2 separate regions of the Anas platyrhynchos genome follow, and region 1 is linked to region 2. A link is a contact called in public Hi-C data. All regions are on one chromosome and are shown on one strand. Each heading gives the region's core, a stretch centred on a gene start, on an enhancer-like site or on the middle of the called end of the contact. The rest is flanking DNA. Distances are from core to core; before and after follow the strand shown.

Region 1 (4,286 bases), core at 1,031-3,530, 280 kb after region 2:
CTGGGGGGTGGGGGGGAGACAGAAATATAAAAAAGCAAAACAAATGACACCATTAATCTGCCTGGATTTTCCACCTCATAGAACAATCTGTTTAGGAATGACTGAAATAAAGTGGAATGTGGTTTAGATTTTTTTTTTTTCCTCTACAATCTCTCTCTGCAAATTCCTTGTTTATGGAGAAACATTGAAAACAGGAGTTAGTCCCACCACCCCCTTGGCGAAAAAAGGGGGGAAAAAAAAAGCACCACGAGCACAGGGGAAAGAAGGAGGGGGGGTTTGCTTTGTGTAGGAAATAAAGACCGTAAAGTGAGGACTTTTATTGCTGGCAATCAGAGTATTGCTGCTGGCAGTGGCTAAAGGTGGAAAGCAAAGATGATTTAATTTATAGAAAGGACAAAGATGTCATGTAGCAGATTTAATCACTGAAAAGAAAAAAAAAAAAAAAAGAAAAAACCTAGCTAACGTCATAATTTACATTTTGGGATAATAAAGAAGAGTGAAAGAAAGAAACAACTGAAAAACCCTGAACGGGTGAAAAAAAAAATAAATGAAGGAAGATAAATAGATTTGCCTGTAAAACTAATAAATTTAAAAACAAAACCAGAAAGCAAAACACAGCCCCTTGAAAGTGCTGGTAAAATGGACCATCGATTTTGGAATTCATCTGCATTTTGTATTTTAATAATGCTTACTCTCTCTCTCTCCCTCTCTCTCTTTTGCAAAATATAAAAGCTGATCTGATAAATATTAATTTGAACCATCATAATGTATTTGAAAATTCCAGCTAAAATGTCACCACATGGAACATTAATGTAATATTTCAAGGCCCTGAGAGCAATACTCATATTGATTGCATTTATTTCACTCTAGGGAGGAGAAATAATTCTTCAATGTGGGACACATCTGGTAGCCAAAGATGCAAAAGGCTGAGGGTAGAAATGCAAAATTATATGGAAAAAAAAAACATAACCTAACCCCCCAAAACAAAACAGAAGTGCAAGTGAAGCTGACAAACGCAGCCCATTCAATCTTGTGTTTCAGTTGCAGCAATTATTATTTTTTTTTCATAATACTTCCCTTTGAATTTTTAGTTTTGGGAAAATAAAAGAAAAAAAAATCAGAAAACAACAAAAACTCCCATCGTGTTTTTATGAATCTTTTGGCAGGAAAACCAACAGTATCATCACAACTCTAAAGAAAGAATGTGTGTAATTGGATTGCTTATTGGAAACACAGAAGACAGGCTGAGAAGACAGCGCAGCAGTTAATTCTGCAAAACTTTGACAGAGGTTTCCAAGAAAGATGCTCTTATCTGAGGAGCTTCCTCTGAGGTTGGGGGCTCGAACTTTGTAACGGTGGAAACCCAAATGTGTGCAGATTGGGGCTATTTTCCTGCGATTCTGCAGAAGGAGCACGGAGACGCTGCCTGTCTGGAGTCCCATAAAACAGATCTTTTCCTTGTCATTAAGAATATTGATGTTCATTAGGCCCGGGCGTCAATGAGTCTTTGTGCAAATGAAACGAAATCTGAGTCAAATTGTGACCCTGAGCCCAACACGAAACCGCAGAGCGGCTGCAGTCGGGGGGCTGGGGCCGAGAGGTTCCCCTAGCACCAAAACCTCACCACCCCTACCCCGAGACAAAAAAAATCTCCGCAGCCACAGCGACAGAGCCAAGGGAACGGCCGTCCCCGCCCCCCCAAATCATCCTGCTCATAACGTGGCTTCTGATAAAGGTGGCACAGATCAGGGCTACTTTTAGGAGTCTCTCGAGGTGAGCTCTCCGCGTGGAAGCAGAGCTTGCTCCCCGTCCCAGCCCTTGGCAGGGCATTACCCTTCTGCAGGTAAAGCTCTTTCCTTTTCATTTCCTCCCAGGGCTTCTCTCCCGCCGCCGCGGGTCTGAGGTTGATGTTTCTGCTGTACAAACTCCGGGCTAATAAAGAAAGCTCGAGTCCCGTAATTCATGGTGAGGCGCTTTGACGGAGCACTTTCAGTGTTAACAGTGTGACGGGCGCTTTTCGGAGCTAATGTCTCACTGATATTAACGGCCATGCCCACGGAGCAAAATCTGCAATGTAAAAGCGAGCGGCTTGCTAAATATTTACAGGCTCGCACATCGCGCTGTCCCATTCATTTCCTTGACCTTTCATGCAGGGGGATGGGGAAGGAGAAGGAGATGCCAGGGAATGGTCCCTTCTGAGGTACAGAGGCACTGCAGCCAAATTGGCTCCCCAGCCTCTGATAGCGAGACCTTGAGCCGAGGCCCCGCTCCTTCCTGCCAGCAGTCCATGAGATTAAACAGAGAAAAGCCACCGTGGGCAGGCTCAGGCCACAACTTTCCGGGCAGGGATGGGGGAATAGCCCCCGAAAAAAAAAACCCTGCTGGGAGCAGAGCAGGCTGTCGAGGCATTTCCCTGGGGATCAGCACAGGGCCACTCAGATCCCAAACCCGGTGGGTTCAGGGCACAGCTGCTCCCAGAGGAAGGCAGCACTCCGAGGAATTAAAGCCAGGAACGAATCAAGGAGACTTCTCAGTCGTGCATCCAGCTCTGCCACTGACCTGCTGGCTGATCCCAGGCAAGTCGTTTCCCATCTCCGCACCTCAGTTTCTCCTGACAGCATTTCAAATAAATAATAATAAAAAAAAAAGGGTGTAGCAAACCCTCCCACATGAAGACAGGAGAGGGCATTGCGAGGCTTGTTTAATGCTTAGAAAGCACTTTGAGATCTCCAGATAGAAAGCGTTTCGCGAGAGCCAAGTATTCTAATTAAACTTTATATAACCGGGCTGCGCTCAGCCCTCGTGGGCAGGAGCAGCCGGCGGTACCTGCAGCCGCAAACGCCTCGCCGGGCCGCTCTCGGGCCGGCCGAGCTGCCAAAATTTGGGCCGGCTTCTGCCTGCCGGGCTGCGGCTCCCAGCCCAGCCGTGCCGGGCCGTGCCAAGCCGAGCCCGGCCGTGCCGAGCCGCTCCGGCGTGCCCCGGGCGCCCCCTGCTGCACAGCGCCCGGACACCGAGGGGACAGGGGGAAGGAAGGAAGGGAGGAAGGAAGGAAAAAAGGAAGGGGCTGCCCCAAAGGGATCTCAGGGGAAGGCGTTTCTCGGAGCACGGGGTGCGGGAGGTGTCTGCCGTGTCCCTGGGAGCTGCAGGGTGCGGTGCAGAAGTGGCACAGAGAAACCTCCACGTCGCAGGAGCCCCACCGGGCTCACCTCTTTCCCCCCAAATGCACCATCCCCAGACTGACTTTTACTGGAGGATTTGGGGTTTTGGATCGTGTCCTGAGCACGAGGCGTTAATTCCCTGCAGCTGGCTGCCCCTGCCACCCCGCAAACCCCTGCTCGGGGCAGGCAGCAGTGCAGGAAGGGCCGGGGTTACAGTGACGCTTCCCCTGTTGCCCCCCGCACCCCAGCGCGATGCACAAGGACACCAAGAAGCCCCCCAGAAGGGCTGCACCCCCAGGAGGACACTCGGAGAGGTTTTAGGTCCCCGTGCTGTGAGCCTCGAGCAGTGGCACAGCAGCAGGAGCACAGGGCTTGGAGGCAGGCTGCACAGCACCCACAGGGCACCACGACACCCCTCTGAGCACCGTGTCCTCAAGGGTCAGGCTCAGGGATGTGCCCACTGTCCCCCCGGTCCTTCAGCTCTGCACAATGCCCCCTCCCCACCTCTCCTGGGCCTGCAAGTTCCTCCCTTGTCATTTACGGGGCCAGGAGGGACGCAGACACCCCTTGGGGCTTGCCCCGGGTGCCTGGCACTGGTGGCAGGGGGTTGAACCGGAGCGCGGCAGAAAGCTTCTGATCCCAGGCTTTCACGTGAGCGACCTCAGGCCCAGGTGACGGAGGAAGAAATGGTTTCGGAGTGGCCTGTGCTCTCCTGTAAGCCAGCAGCCGTCTGGCAGCCTGAGCTAAAGACAGAGCCAGGACAGGACGAGCAGGTCAGGAGGCGATGCGGGGCAGAGCTGTGGGAGCTCCCAGGCTGCTGCCAGCTCCTGGGCTGCGTCAGGCCCACACAGGGGTGATAAGCACCAGCGCCTGGGGCAGAGTGCACGGCTCGGGATTTCTTTCTCAGGATGCTCGCCAGGCCCTGAAACAGGCTCCGAGCACCAAGAGCCAGCCCAGCTCCGTCGAATTTGCTATGGTGTTTTCCTAGTGCCTTGTAACAGAGCTGGGAGGAGGGGAGACCCCTGGGACTGGGAACAAAAGCCTTGGGCTTCTGTAGCTCGAGACCCAAGGGCTGCTACCCTGCAACCTGGGAGCCCCCAGCAGCCTCTATCCCCAAAGAAACGTCAG
Region 2 (4,402 bases), core at 404-2,903:
AAATTCCTAACCTGGAGAGTGTTGCCAGAGATTCTTAATTCCTCTCCTCTAATACCACTGAGCAGTTGGACTCCTCTTGCCCTTATCCAGCTGCTGTCTGGGTTGTTGTTACTGCAATCAAAGAGTTAGTCTTGTCACTGCTAGCGACTTTCATGAGATTATAACTGCTTACATGTAATAACTTTCTTAATTTCTTGGCATTCTCTTACTTTTACCTGGGAGATCACACTGTAAGAAAAAATTGCAATAGCTACAGCGTCTTTGTAGTGCCTCAGAGCAAAGCATACATTGCATCTTCATCACGTTAAAGTATGGAAGCTGAGGCACAAAAGGCAGAATGAATTATTCAGGAACTTGAAAGAACTTTCCCTAGCTTTGATGAGCAGGAATACATCCTTCAGATACTTCTGATGCCAACACCTTCAGAAGTGAGGTTTGTAAAACTAGAAAGTTGAGAGTCACTGTAGTTCATAGATTGGGAGTTCCTAAGCAGCTCGTTAGAGAAGACTTTCCCTGTTGCTCAATTTTCTTGTGTTTCTCTGGAGGTCACTTCAATTGCAAATCCTTCCAAACGTCTTAATCATTTGGGGCTTTGTTTGTTTTGTGAGTGTGTGTGCATAGCTCTTTGCCCTGTCGTGATTGTACAGACCGTGTCTTCTGCCCAGTTGTGATCCCATAACACACCATGGCTTTTGACAATGCATTTGACAAATGCATTTCTGGAAAAGTAGCAATGACAGTATGCATAGCTCTTTAGTAAGGGGATTTTACAGCTGGAAAGAAGCATGAGGGATAACTTCATATCACCAGCCACGCTCACAGTGTGCCCTGCTTTTTTACATTGTGTTCTATCTCTTGGTCAGAGCAGGATTGTCCTCTGCTGTCAGCTGTTCCTTGGGATGCAGTTGTGCAGCTCAGCACGCCTTCCTGGGATGGAGCATCCCTGCCATGCAGCGAGAGTTTCCTGTGTCTCCCCTCCAGCTTGCTTCTCCTGTTTGTGTGCCACCCCAAGTGATTCCTTTCCTCTTTAAGCATCTGCACCCTTCAGATGTTTGCAGACAGTTATCACATCATTTCTCCTCTCCCCACCCCCATCCCGGTCTCTTAGCCAAGCTCTACATATTTAGCTCATTTAATCTTTCCTCATAAGTCAGGGCTGTAATTGACAGCTCTGACACGAAGAGTCGCATTGGTTACACACGCTGCCAACAGGATATAAATACTTTCTGTGCGGTGATTGAGAATTACAGTCAAGACTGAGATGAGTCCCCCCCTCCCCCTTGACGCTGTATTTTTGACAACCCCTTTCTCAACATCAGGTTGCCACGGGCTCAGAAAGATGAATTTGGGTCTCACTCCAGTGGTCAGCGCCCCAGGCACCGGTGTGTTTCAGAGTGCTTGTTTCAGGTCACTTGGGAATTCACTGTTAAAGCCACATGGGATTCTGTCCTGACCCGAAATTCTTACAGAGGTCTTCCCTGTGCTTCTGCCGGGCCTGCAGAGGTCTCAGCCTGCTGCTGGCCCTTCTTGCTATGCACACACATGCTGAGAGAGGTGTTGCAGCCACTGCCCTGCTGCATGTGTTTAAGCAGTGCCGTCGGGAGGCTCACAGCACTGGTGCTGGCAGGGATCTGTGCCTCAGATACTCTTGGCACTGATGTTCCTCACGGTCTCTGCCAAGAGGAAGCTCAGGATGCTATCGATCCGATTGGCACAGCTGTGAACGAGTTCAGGGTTCCTGCTCCTACATGTTGGGCCTGGGAAGAGGCTTTTAGCCCAGCCCAGGGAGGTGTTGCGTTGGGAGCAGAGGTAGCTCCGTACTGCGTGTCCAGGAGTGAGAACATACAGATCCGTTTCCAGCGAAACAGATCTGGAGGTTGCTTTAGATGACTTGTCTCCTCACGTTGGCTGCATTCGTTTCAAGAAGATAGGTGGAGCTGACAAAGGCTGGGGGACTGGGAAATGAATTGTCTGCCTTCTAATGTTGTGTTCTGTGAAGCTTCATATGATACAGCTTCCCCAGCGGGGCTAGTTCACAAACATTACATGTATTATTGCAAAGCATGCAACATAAAGAGAGCATTTATGAAAGGGAATATCAGAGGAAACATTATAGCAGGGACCTTTATAGCCTTTCCATTATTATGGTTTAAATCTTGACGTGGTCTTTATTTGCAATGACACTGGGACCAGTAAAGAAGTGTTTCTTCTCTTCCCCTCCCCTCCCCTTTCTCCCATCTCCTTTTCATTCTTTTCTTCCACATCCTGTTCTGAAGCTGTGGTGCAGAGATACAAATCGTTAAACATGCAAGTAGTCGGAGAGCCAGGTTTCAGTTTGTGTGGAATCAGCCCCTTTTGACTCAGAAGTTGGAAACCAGATGACTCACTGCGATGCATGTTTGTTGTTTTTAATAACTGTCATTTTGCAAAATATGGTCAAAGCTTCAAACCCTGACTTCTGGAGTAGGGGTGGTGTGTATTTATTTTTAATTTGGGAGGCTATAAGCTGGAATGTGTTTGTAGCTGCAGTCTTCCCTTAAAGTCTGAGATAAAATGAATTAGAGCATTGACAGCGTGAAAGGTTTTAAAGCTTTTTTTTTTTTCCCCTTTTACCTGAAAAAAAATATTCATTTTCTTGATCAATTACTTGAAAAAGCTCCAGGTGCCAAACATCTGGTGGGATTGTCGGCCCCTGGTTTATGTTTTTGTTTTTTAATATATACCCAAAGGGACAGGTTCCTCAAAAGGAAAGCAGACAGATGTTTTTCATTTGTGGAGTTTTAAAGAATAGATGCCATTCCTGCTTTATCATTTCAATTTCTAACAAAATTTTCGGCCATCTCCTTTCTTTTATAGGAAACCAGCAAGTGTAGTATTTTAGTGGCAGAATTCCCTATCAATAAAATCTGTTAGCAGTATGGAAAATGTGAAAATACGTACACATTTTACTTTCTAGTGATTTATCACTGCTTGTACAACAGTTTGTAAACTGTAAGCTTAATATTAAGTGCTTTATGGTCGTTTTTTGGGTGTTTTACTTTCTAATCTGCCCCAAGAAGTGTTGTTTTAATTTGCCAAAATTCTGCAGGTTTGTTCTGGAAGTCAGTTAACTCGCAGTGAAAATCTACAGCCACTCCATCACAGAAGAGTGGAGTTACATAAGTACAAAGTCTGTATACACGAGAATATGACCCTAGTTATAAAAACTGGGTATTTTTATACAAATATAAAAACTGTATTCTGCCTTACGACAGAATTCATCGTGGTCATAGATTTTCCTCCAGTTCAGTTTGCAGGTTTGAATGCTTTGCAACTGTTTATTGCCATGATTTATATTATGATCTTTTGCAATTGCTATTGCAAAATGAAGTGCTGGGGTATCGTCCAAGGGAGGTACGCTCCTAGCCCACCTCAGCCTGTTCCTTCTTGTTAGAGAGTTATAAAAACAAAACAAAAAAACAGGGGCTGATTTAAAATGGAGGGTTCAAGTTTGGGTTCTGCTCGTAGGCTGAGGTGGGGCATCTCTCTGAGGGTGGAAGTGCTGGGCAAAGCCCCATTGCCGCTGCTCCGAGAACATTTGGCTACTCCTGCCCAGCTGTTGTGTACCCGATCCTTTATTCTGATCGGGAAAGAAGAAGGTTTGGTCTTTATTTCTTAAAGGGAATGTAATGGTTGCCAAAGACAGCAGAGTGTTGGCTTTGGGACTTAAATCATCTCCCAGGACTCAGCGCTGTGCTGGGCTAGCAGCACTGCAGGACTCCTCGCCAGCACGGCGTGGCAGGGACCCCCCTCACCCCCAGGACAGGAGAGGAGGGGAGAGCTCAGTCCAGTCCATTCGATGCTTGCCTTCCCTCTGAAGCTGCCAAGAAGGATGCCAATTTTTCCATTTAGCTGCCTGTTGTATAGACCTTAAAAGGGAAGGTTTTAATGCAGTTGGCTGCTATATAGACTGTTAAAGGGAAGTTATTTATTTTAACTGGCTGCCGTATGGATTATTACAAGGGCATTCTTTTCGCTGCAGCTGCTATATTGACTAGTGAATGTGCCGGGCTGTATTGCTGGTAGCTGTCATATTGACTGTTACAGAAAAGATCTGTATTTAAGCCATAGCACAGCACTGGGATCTCCCAGGCAGGATATTAATGCTAATTCATCTGCTCACCCCCTGCTGTGAGTGTTATTTGTTTAAATCTGTAGAATCCCACAGCGCGTTTATATCCTCGCTAGAGTGAGCTCCGCTCCCTGTAATTATTTAACATTATATGCTGATATAAATTGTAACAGTTAAAGAATGGTAATGAGTAGCAAAAAAACACAAACTTAACCTTAGAAATGGCAGAGTCAGCTCTTAAAACAACAGCCAGCAACTTTCGCTGTTCTCTCCCTTTTCCCAAGTCCATAT

Evidence for each region. A called contact is a pair of places that touch in the nucleus more often than the background predicts.
Region 1: a Hi-C map of skeletal muscle shows a contact between it and region 2, with 3 times the contacts expected there. The contact joins two enhancer-like sites. A contact is called at or near these places in 5 of 8 Hi-C or Micro-C datasets (F1 follicle, liver, skeletal muscle and 1 more).

Annotation. Positions count from the first base shown.
Region 1 is chr22:4,841,306-4,845,591 of IASCAAS_PekinDuck_T2T, forward strand. The region is part of intron 3 of LOC119713428 (a long non-coding RNA gene); the gene reads right to left. It overlaps LOC139999276 (a long non-coding RNA gene), which reads left to right. Exons shown (of 3, transcript XR_011804644.1): 3 at 1,167-1,833. Among named protein-coding and RNA genes, the nearest start is that of CASZ1, 41 kb to the left of the region's middle. Within about 2 kb of position 2,281, at least 2 of the 8 cell types and tissues checked have an H3K27ac peak or open chromatin away from gene starts, as enhancers often do.
Region 2 is chr22:4,557,133-4,561,534 of IASCAAS_PekinDuck_T2T, forward strand. The region is part of intron 2 of PEX14 (peroxisomal biogenesis factor 14); the gene reads left to right. Among named protein-coding and RNA genes, the nearest start is that of PEX14, 16 kb to the left of the region's middle. Within about 2 kb of position 1,654, at least 2 of the 8 cell types and tissues checked have an H3K27ac peak or open chromatin away from gene starts, as enhancers often do.